Linked DNA regions of Mus musculus: region 2 is linked to region 1. The links are chromatin contacts, called in public Hi-C maps. All regions are on one chromosome and are shown on one strand. Each heading gives the region's core, a stretch centred on a gene start, on an enhancer-like site or on the middle of the called end of the contact. The rest is flanking DNA. Distances are from core to core; before and after follow the strand shown.

Region 1 (5,596 bases), core at 1,495-3,994:
GAGTACACCTCTTAGATTAAGAATGAGTCCATAAAGGAAGGCAACGGGGGCTGGGGTGTGGTTTAGTGCTGTGGTATGTATTTGACCTTGGGTTTGACCTTCAAAACACATTCTAAGACATAACAGTTTAATAGATACTTTGCTATGAATGAAGCATCAAGTCAACAAAAAGCTGTTCTAGGGCAGAGACTGAAGTGTAATAGTGCCATTCTGTTAATCACCCAGCAGTTGGCTTAGTTCTGCAAACCTAGCCCTAGCCCTAGCCCTAGCCCTAGCCCTAACCCTAACCTTAACCCTAAGGTTGGAACATGTATAAGTAATTCCATAGTTTTCATTAATCAAAAGACAATGCACTTAATGTCTTATATCATTATGACATATAATCAGCCATAATGGTCTATAATTAGAACATTCCTAAGTGTTGGGAGATAGATCATTATAGTCCAATCAAGGCATATGGTCCTTAGAACAACTTTTTTTTACAAGAACTTACATTGTTTAAAAAGATATCTTCATATAGATAAAGAAGCAGAGATGAAGGGAAGAAAGAAGGAAAGAAATGGAGGAAGACTGGCAACATGGGAGAAAGGCAAAAGAAATTTTTCTCTGTATATTTGGTCTATGGGATTCGTAGGAATATATGAGAATTAGGTTCATAGAAGTCTAACTAGCAGATTAAAAATGTTAGAGTTTAGTTTAGGGTAGGGAATGGGTGGTGAGGACAATGCTCTTGGGGATGGGGCCGGGGAGTATGCATGGGATGTGGGACAGTCCAGATTGGACCAGGATAGGAATAAAATTTGGAGTGTAAATAAATAAATAAATACAAGATTTAAGAAATGTCAGTTTCTTGAATGATGTATGGCTGCCTCTGGGCTAGTGGATTGTGTTTTAAAATGAATCCACGAGACAGATGAACCCTACACAGAGCATTGGTAAACTAGAAAATCAGATAACACACATAATCCCCACCCTGGTCTTAAACATAAAGATCATCACATTACTCAGGGTTGGAGAAGAGGGGAGTGTATTAGTAATTCACATTATTGGCTGCTTTTGACCTGAATCACAAGGCAAAAACTTCCATTCAAGAAGCTTATAACTCTGAATGGACACCAAAATACAAGGACTGGTATGCTGCCTTCTCGTATATAGTGATGTTATATGTGACTGACTCAAAGGGAAGTATGTGTAGGGTTTAAAATGCTCTTGAAAGATGAGGCAATTATAACCAAGAAATTGATTTTAAAACATCTTCCATGTTTTAAACATGTTCCAGGAAAAAAACAAGCAAGAAAAAAAATGGCCAGGAGTCTTTCTTGACTCTGGGGTTTGGACAGAGGGATAATCCTAGCCAGCATCAGGATAAGGCCCAGAGATAAACAGCTATTCAGCTAAACAAACAAGCTATAATTCTATTCCACCCTGACATTTATAGGAGCAGTCTGTAAATTTCTCTCAAGCTGATAGAATGTCCACAATTCATAAACATTGAAGCAAACTGCATATTCTAGATATATGTACAAAGGAAAGACCTCAAGGTATAATCAGACACATATGCGTCATACATAGTTTCTTTCTGACTTACAACCCTGTCTTCTTTTCCCAGTTGGGAAGATACATCTGTTTCTTCTCCCTCACTTGATAGGATCCAGGAAAAGCCAAGCTTTGGAGATATTTCTCTAGAACATCCGCGATCAGTAGATGTCTCAGCACATAAATCTAAGACGAACCCTTCTGGGCAGATACCGGGAAGCAATTTGGCCCATGGCATCACCTGGCCTCTGCTTCTTTCTACCCAGAGATGCTTTGTAAGGGGCCATGCCAACACTGCCAGGACCCTTGTCTACTGTTTCCCTAGTGCCTATGACAGAGGAACACACAGTATTGAAAGAAGAGGAGAAGTGCCTGTGGAGGTCTGTCTATGTGTTTCTGAATGTCATCACCGTGAACAGTCAAGTCTGAACTTGAATCAAACTATATAACACAATGCCATTAGGTTAGGGTTAGGGTTAGGGTTAGGGTTAGGGTTAGGGTTAGGGTTAGGGTTAGGGTTAGGGTTAGGGTTAGGGTTAGGGTTTGACTGATTCTGGGATGGCACTTGTAATGGAGACGACATCTTTAGGATGCTCTTCTCTGGGGAAGACCATTTGTCTTTCTCTTAGCACTTTCCATTTGACCGTGGTTCTTTGGGCTTTAAGCCCCTTGAGCTTTCCCCATTCCATGTTAGCATGCCCACTGGTTTCCTCACTGTGTCGGTCTTGTTTTGGCAGCCATGTTGATAAGACTCCATGGGTGTAGCTTCTATGACATTCCTAGAAGAGACTATCTCACAGCAAACCTTTCCATGCCTCTGGCTCTCACAGTCTTTCTGTTTCCTCTTCTGCACTGATCTCTGAGCCTTAGGTGCAGGAACTCATTAAAGCAGCATAATTCCCAACTACATTCTAAATTCGCCTGTACCCACAGATAAATGTAATCCTCTCTCTTCATCAGAGAAACTTCCCTTTGTAACAGATGGTGACTATTTCCCGAAAACCACAACTGATCAAAATGCAAAGAGTGAGAGAGATCATGTGGAGCCCAGTGCTAAGTGATCCAGTTACAGCCCAGTTCCTGCACCTGAGGCTCAGGGAGAGAACTGTGTGAGCATTTTCTGAGGCCCCCCCTAGAGGAGTCAGAGCACACAGTGCTATTTTGCATTCTGTTTCTGTGGCTAAGGACCATGACCAAAAACAACATGAAGAAGAGAGGGGGAAAGGGTTCTTTGACTTCCATGCCCTGATCATAGTCCATCAGTGAGCAAAGCCAAGGCAGAGGACGAGCAAACTGTGATCCTGGAGACAAAGTACTTAGCATGTTTTTTTTTTTCTATTTCCCATGGAGAGAAAAAGATAGCATTAAGTAATTCTTGGATTGGTTTTTGTCAGAGACATTTCCTGATTCCTCTGAGAGTTAAAAAACCGTATGCTGCCTCTAGACTCTTAGCGTTCTTATCAAAGAAAGCTTGTGAGACAGCAGTTTACAGAAAGCAGAATTTTAAAGGCATTCTGCCCTTTGACTCTACTTTTGAAATATTCCTACCATTTCTTTGCATTTTGAAACAGGCCAGGGTCCTTCTAAAATAACAAACAAGTTGACATGTTTCTTAAGATCGCTTGTGTTTCTTGGAATCTCTTGAATTTCTTTGTAGTTTCCATTATCTACCTGAAGTTACATTTGAGGAGCCAAAGTATTTTGATTTTAAAGCCTCTAGGTGTCTTTATCTGGCTTATGTGGGCTTTTGTTAAGAGGAAGTTGACCATATTCATAAAAAGTAAATTCCTTTGGAATTTTAATGAATAATCACAATTCTTATGGTCGTCATCTTTAAAGATGACATTTTCTTTACCCCAACATTGGAGATGACAATTCCCAGACTCCAACTCTAGACATAAAAATGGGTCCACCATTGGAGTGACACCTTATAGGACTTACCATTTAAGATGCCACCACTGGGGACCCACTATAGGAAATCAGATCACCTGGAGATGTCACTGGGTCTGTTGTCTGGAGATCTTGTTGCCTGGTGAAATATATTTTAGAGAAATGTCAACAACCTTTCAAGGCTTCACATAACTGAGGTACTGCAGCTCTGCCAGAGGCCAACCTGCCCTGCCATACTCTGGGAAGTCATTTCTTAAGTGACCCAAGGCTCAATCAGGCATCAGGAATCATTTTCACGCTTTAGTTTGTTCTCTCTTTTGTCATTAGCTCATGATATGGAATGTTTACATGTTTCATAAATATTAGTTAATTAAAAATAATAATTTCTGGAAATTTGGAAAAGACCCCCATCAAATTTTTAAGCACTTTCAATGATCTCCCTGCAATGACAATATTGCAGAATTATGTTCTCTGAGCATATGTCACAATCAAGTGTCTTCTTCCCTTCCTCTATAGAAAAGGCAATAAGCCATTTAAGGAAAACTGTATTTGTGTTATTTTAATAATTCTTTTACCTTTGTTGAATGAATGTTTTGGAGCAAAGTTATGTTTATTGTTATAATTGGATAATATGTGACCTTGATCTGAAATTTGTCAGCATACAGCTTGTAGATTATTGAAACTTGCTTTTCTGGTGATATCTTTCAGATTAATCGGTACTTTCATGGCTTGTTGTCCTGTGAGTGAAGATTCTAAAGTTTTTACTACAACATGTCATGCTTAAAGCCAAGCTATGGGCATGGCAGTGCATTTATTCCCTGGCTGCAACAATGCTGGGCGTTTGGATGTTTTGTTGCAGTAGACAGAGCACTTGGCTTTGTTTTCTGTAGATGGCATAGTGCCATTACCTTCTGTCCTCCTGGAATAACACTTCTCATGGCCATGACTCTTGCCGGGGCTCTTGCACTGTTTCAAGGCTGAGAAGAAGTGGCCCAGTGCCAGCTCTAATTAAGCAATAAGACACTCCAAGCACTATGTCCCAGGATTACTGCATGTCTGTCTTAAGTGTGTGCCACTACTCAAGAAGTGCAATCGTGCTTTAGAAACTGTGTCCTCTGATGTGACTTATTGCCATTTGGAAGAAGAGCAAAAGGGAGGAGGAATCTTCTTTCTCAAGCACTGGATGAGAGTCTCTGTGTGTGACTTTCTAATCCCTGCTATGAAGGAAACAACATTGGCCCAAGGATGCTACAGTCAGACATCGGACATTCTATCCACACCTGATCTAAACACAACACAGGCTTGTCTGCCTTTTCTCACTGTTGCTTAGTAAACAGAATGAATAAAGTAAGTGTGTGTGTGTGTGTGTGTGTGTGTGTGTGTATGTATGTATGAGTGTCTGTATGTACACGTGAATATGTATGCATGCTGGGACCAGGTTTGGATGTTAACATTGGATGAATTCCTTAATCATTCTGACCATGAGTTTTTGTTTTGTTTTGTTTTGTTTTGTTTTGTTTTGTTTTGTTTTGTTTTGTTTTGTTTTTTGATGCAAGGTATCTCATTGAGCTCAAGAGATCAGCAGCTGTCTAGACTAAATGGCCAGCTGTCTCTGAGTATCTGTCTATTAGTAACAGTCAGTCACCAGCCCCTACACTTAGCTTTTATATGGGTTGTAGGCATCCAAGTGTCGGAGGAATCACTCTGGGCACCTGGGTTTTAATTCAAAAGTGTTTTTGTTTGTTTGTTTTTGTCTGTTGTGTGGATTTCTTTATCAGACATACATTTAAACAACATTAGAATTCTTTTGCTGTTTTAGGAATCACAAGATGAACTTTGATGAACTGAAGGTAACAATGTGACTCCAGTTCTCATGGCTGAGTGGCACAAGGTTTAAAATGTGAAGTGGTACAAAGTTAGATGTGAAGCCAGGCTGTGTACCCAGACTATCCACTTTTAAACTGTGTATCATCAGAAAACTTGCCAGTGGCTTTTGGGCATCTTATGATGTGCATAATCTGGAATGATCTGGTCCTAGTTTCATATGATTTTGGCTTAAGTGGGAAGTATGCTTGCCAGTGGGGGGGGCCAGGGGAGGGAAAATGGCAGAAGGAAGACAGGTTATTGACATTAGACTCAGTAAAATGCTAAAATGTGTTTAACTTGGTGA
Region 2 (5,596 bases), core at 1,662-4,161, 130 kb after region 1:
GCTAGGATTGACTACAGCAGGGATGTCTGGACTGTGCTTGGTTCACGTGTCCCAGTGCAGGAAACAGAAAGTTCAGGTGAGAACCAGGGTCTGGGATAACCTTCTAAGACCATGGAATGGTGATATGTTTTTTTACCAATCAGACCTCATCTCCTTAAGGACTCCATAGCTTTGAATGTAGTCCTTTTTACTGGGGGTGCAGGATTCAGATTGGCATGTAGGATACGTTTCACATTTGAAGCATGGTAATGCCTATGAAATCAAATGTTGTATTTCTTACCAGTTATCCTTAATGGTTATTTCTCTAAAAATCTTCCCTCCATCCAACACATGCTTCAATGGGAAGGCTTAGGAAAAAAAAATCCCTTGTGTTAGGATAAGTGTTATTCTTACACACTCAAAATTAGTTTTTCCTTAGCTAAGTTACTTAGCTATAATTATCAAATTCTCACTCCTTATATACCCTTTAATGTGATATCACACCCACACACACCCCACACATATATATATATATATATATATATATATATATATATATATATATATATTATAGATACTTTAACTGTTAGAATGATGGGAATAAGAGCTGGAGTAGTGAAATTTCTGTCCTTTAATTTTTACCATAATAAGAACCCTGACAATTGAAAATACAGAAGACATGGGCTTTTGAAAAACGTATCTTTGTAAAAATAGTCTCATGTACCCAGGCAGATACATATCTAGCTAGCTCTCTGAATTTTTCTGTCCCTGAGGAAGAAATCTGTAAGAAGTTTCTATTAAATGGGATGAATGTAATGGGCCACACCCATGACCTCATTTCTTAAGTGTTTAAGATGCTCAGAGTTTACCACAAAGGAAAACAAGTGTTTTTACAGCCTCTGTACATTTCCCCTCAATAATAAACTTTTACTATTTCTTTTGATGGAATGCTGTAGTTTTAAAGAACAAGCGACATAACAAAACCAAGAATGGCTGTGATCAAGTGCCAAGGCTTCTCATGTAAGCTCTGTTACTTGATCATTTTTGTTTCTGTAAATCTAAATATTTTTTTTTACCTGTAAGACAATATTAAAATAGTATTCATCTCATTGACTTGTGGTGCAAAATACATTTAAAAGCACATAACCAATAACTAAATTTACCAAGCTCACATTTTTTTCAGTATTTAAATTCTTTGTGCCTTTTCTCATTAAATATTCATTTCCTAAAATGTATCAAATAAAATATGTGACGTAGCGTTCTTCTTACTTATTTGGATCATCAGGCTTGTGTTTTGGAAGATGCAGAGCCATGTGTTGCCACGGGTGGTGGTTATAATTTCCTCATGGCTTTTCAGGTCAAACAAGGCAGAGCTAAGGAAGATTTTTCCTGGCATAGATAATGAAAACTATTCATGTTAGTAGGCCAATATGAAGGAGAAAGAATTGCTTATACTCAATCGCTAGGTTGAGGATGTTTCTCTCTCTTGAGAGTCACATTTTCTTCGAGTAAAAGATTTTTTTTTTCTAGCCAAGCATGGTGGTTCATATCTGTAATTACAGCTGTAGTAGGAAGTTCATGGGTTCAAGGTCAGCCTAGGTTACATTATCAATAGCCTTGTCTGAAAACAAAACAGTAAAATGTAGTTTTACTGTAAATCAATGCTATATGCACACAGTCAGCATATATACATATCTACCATTTTTAGTATTAAAGGTATACATTTGAAAACAGTGTTATAAAAGTCAACAAAAACCACTGAAAAGAAAATTTCAATTAGTCAAAAATGTAAATAAAACATCAAATATATTCTTTCCCACAACACATTCACATGTTTCCAGTAGTGGTAAAGCCATAATAAAATATTAGGGAAACAAATATTTTCTCATCTAAAATATTATAGGGATAATTAAATGTACTATAATGCTTTCTTATATGTTATTTAAATCTAAGGTTAGACTTTACTGAAAAATGATAGCCACCAGTGAGCTTATTTTCGAATGATTACGCCTTGGTCACAAGCCATTTATAGTGGATTTGAATTTGCTTACATGATAAAATACAATGAGAGATTTCTTACAATTAATATTTGTATATTTAGAATAAAATTACCGGCTTCATCAAACACTTGGAACTAAAAGGTCTCTTCCTGTACATTAGCCTTCAAAAAGAATTATGAAGTTAGCAGAAGTTGAAATGGATTGATTAAACTGGCTTTAGCTTTAGACCACTGCAAGGAAATTATATACATTTAATATGCCATTCAGTCAACATAAACCCTGACCCAAACCTTAACGTAGACTGTGTTCGTGTACTGCAAGACCAAATCTATTTTACCTGAGATTCGTGTACTTATGTAAGCACAAAACGAAGGATGTTCATTATGTATCATGTTAGGATTTTGTAATAAGTTATTTGTATAGTGATGAAAAAATAGTTTTTAAGATGAGTGAGGTTTCCAAAAAAAATTAGTTTGACTTATTAAGCACAAAATTCATGTATTTTTAACATAGGTATTTACTTTCTTTTAACCTTCTATATCACATTTAACTCTTGCAAATCATTAAATATAGCACCAGGGCATGAGTTAAAACTTGTGAGTATGTATGTGTGTGTGTGTGTGTAAATTTTTGAAATTTAACCTCTTAAAATCAGATAAAATGTACAGCTCTTTAATCTTTCTGTTTGAAACACTATGAAGTATTTATAAACAAATATCATTAATAAGTATTTACTTTTAACTGAAAGTAAGGTTGACTTTACTTTGAAAGCACCGCTACATGCGCCCTAACTATGACACTAATCAAGGTTGCTGAGAACAGGTTTAGGATTCAGGGCTCACAGTTTCAGGTTGAAATCTGAGTGTACCAGCAACTCCAGTAGAGGGCACTGTGCCTGTCTCTGTACCCTGAAGAGTCTTTGTTCTGCCCGTGCTTCATCTTAGCTCATGCTGGGGCTCCCTCTGCTGTCCTTTTAGACCACAAGACAAATATGTCGGTGAGTGCACCCCAGACCTCAAAACTGCAATCATAGTCTCAAGACTTTAGCATAAGGCAGTTCCCGATCAACCTGACTTCAGCATCCAAGTCTGAAAAGTTAGCATGTGAACTGAGTGAAGCTTTGATACATGGTTCTGTAAATATATCCTGACAGATGGTATTTCTTCTAAGAAAATTCGGTAGGCTAATAAGGAAACAAGAAGTGATATCTTCACATTACATGCCAGAGAAAAAATGGCATGGAAATGGAAACTGGAAACAGCTGTGATCGATTAAAATGTCAAGATACATGTACACACACATGCACACATGTGTGTATTAAAGGTATACGTGTGTGTGTGTGTGTGTGTGTGTGTGTGTGTGTGTGTGGTGTGGTGTGTGAATGTTTGTATGTGTATGCTTGTGGGATGTGTGACTGTGTTTATGTATGTGTGTGGGTGAATGGGTATGTATGTGTGTGCATGTATATATGTGGGTTTGTGTGTAGTATGTGTGTGTATGTGCATGTGTATGTATGTGTGTGTGTGTTTGTGGTGTGTATGTACATGTATGTATACCTGCTTGAGGAAAAATGTGTGTGGGAGTGGGGAGGCAGTCCCTATTTGATCTCTTGTAACTTTGATCTATATTATTTTTTTACTCTAGTTTTTATTTGTCTTTTTATTTTAAATAAATCCAGAGAATAGTATTTGGCAAAGTTTCAGCACTTGTGCACTTACCCAGCAGGATAAAGAGAAATCGTTCACATAAAGAAGACATATTTTGAAGTAATTATGTTTATAAATTTTCTAGTCACTCTCATGTGAAATAGGGGTGTTTGCTGTAAATGCATTCCTTTGCTTTCTGTGTTCTTACACAGAATAATGTCCAGTATCTGTAACAAAGCAGTTAGCAAACTCATAAATTAACCTTCTCTGTCATTTCAAATCAGTATTATAATTCATTCTTACCTAGATTTACCTTAAAATCACATGGTAAATAACATTGTTTTGGCCTTTGTACCTTTAAGCCAAAGAAAAGTCATGGTTTCAAACAAAATTGTGGAAATTGTAAGAATGGTAAAACCTATTGGCCTTTCTAAGCCGGTTCTAATAATTTGTCAAGTGAGCTTTATAATTGTTTGTGCCTGAGAAGTAGTAACAGCATATGCTGGCTGCATAACAGTGAGGAGACAGAATTAAGCAGCAGTAATTGCAGCATAAGAAGTAGATTTTCAGATCTGTTACTCAAATTCCAACTCACCACTCCTGTGGTTCGTAAGAGAGAAAACCAACTTTCTTTTTCCTTTTTTAAAATCACATTTAGCTGATAGAGTTTAGATTAATAGAGTTGTAGAGTCTAGATTAGTCTGACAGCTGGATATGTAACTTCATTGTGAAGCACACATCAGCAACCACAATTTCTTAGTTGCAATCTTCAGAAAACATACACAACTTGGAATAGGTGCGTGTCCACACATCAACCAATTTCTGTGGTTACATGCAGCATTTATATTAAATATATGTATTCTTTGTGCCACCAACCCTGGTGTATTTGTAAAATGGTTCTGGGAATCACCTTTAGAGAAGAATAGAAAACTATTAAGATGATTTTCTTATCACTCAAATGCTTCGTTTCATTTCTATAATGTATACAGTATTGTGACCTATTACTTCACAGAGAACACTTCCATAGTCTAGAGGGAAATGGGGGAACTGTTTCAGAAGTTAATACGTTAGGAAGGGATCTGTTTGACTCCTGTTTTGCTCTCACTTGGGGGCTGGTAGAAGTGCAGAAGAAAATAAGCTAAGTTCTATTTAGTTTTAAGGGGGGCAATAAAGAAGAGATAATTCTCACTGGTGGTTTAGTGCGAGTCTTTACATCTGTATGTGACAAAAGATGGACTTTATTTCTCAAGCTTGGGACACATTTTGTCTGTATCTTCCATTTCTTTCAAATGAGCACATGAAATAATAGGCTCCATTAAGACAAGGTCATGTGATCTGTCATTGTGGAGAACTTAGATCACAACCTTACGTTTAACATCGTTACCATAGCTAAAATTGGCGGTAACAGCGGACTTCAAACTCCTATCTCACCATGTGCTTTTCTCTACAAGCAAAAAGAGGCCACACAAAAGAAATACACAGAGTTCAAACAAGACAGGAACAGTTTATTTAATATTATGCTACACCTCACAGTGAGTTTTTGTGTATTATCTGTGTAAAGTGCACTCTTTGTGCACGGAAACACAGGGGCCAGACATTGGGCATCTTTCACTCTCAACCTTATATTCTGAGACAGAGTCTCTCTCTCCCTCACTTTTTCCTTCCCTCCCTCTCTCTGTCTCTGTCTCTGTCTCTTTTTCTGTCTCTGTCTGTGTCTGTCTGTCTGTCTGTGTGTCTTTACACACACACACACACACACACACACACACACACACACACACACACACACACACACACTGGATTTGCTGGACTGGCTGTTCAGATGCTCCTGGATACACCCCTCTCCAACCCTTTTCAGTTTTCCTTTCTTAGGGTTACCCTCAGCCTTATGTGGCTTCTGGGAATCTGAAAATAAAGTCTAATGCTTGCAGAGCAATGATTTTGCCTAATAGACCACCTCCCCTGTCCCCC

Evidence for each region. Hi-C and Micro-C count contacts between places; a contact is called where the count stands out from the background.
Region 2: a contact with region 1 is called in a Hi-C map of the HPC-7 cell line, with 2.8 times the contacts expected there. The contact joins two enhancer-like sites. A contact is called at or near these places in 1 of 15 datasets of contacts at CTCF or cohesin (stem cell-derived epiblast-like cells), 32 of 484 Hi-C or Micro-C datasets (the HPC-7 cell line, the Patski cell line, Sertoli cells and 18 more) and 3 of 115 datasets of contacts at active chromatin or transcription factors (epiblast stem cells, kidney and stem cell-derived neural progenitor cells).

Annotation. Positions count from the first base shown.
Region 1 is chr3:128,208,042-128,213,637 of GRCm38.p6, forward strand. D030025E07Rik (RIKEN cDNA D030025E07 gene) reads right to left here. Exons shown (of 6, transcript NR_045704.1): 2 at 3,478-3,565. Among named protein-coding and RNA genes, the nearest start is that of D030025E07Rik, 21 kb to the right of the region's middle. Within about 2 kb of position 2,745, at least 3 of the 459 cell types and tissues checked have an H3K27ac peak or open chromatin away from gene starts, as enhancers often do. A contact at or near this core is called in the HPC-7 cell line, where this site is marked.
Region 2 is chr3:128,334,325-128,339,920 of GRCm38.p6, forward strand. No RefSeq gene overlaps it. Among named protein-coding and RNA genes, the nearest start is that of Gm52639, 37 kb to the right of the region's middle. Within about 2 kb of position 2,912, at least 2 of the 459 cell types and tissues checked have an H3K27ac peak or open chromatin away from gene starts, as enhancers often do. A contact at or near this core is called in the HPC-7 cell line, where this site is marked.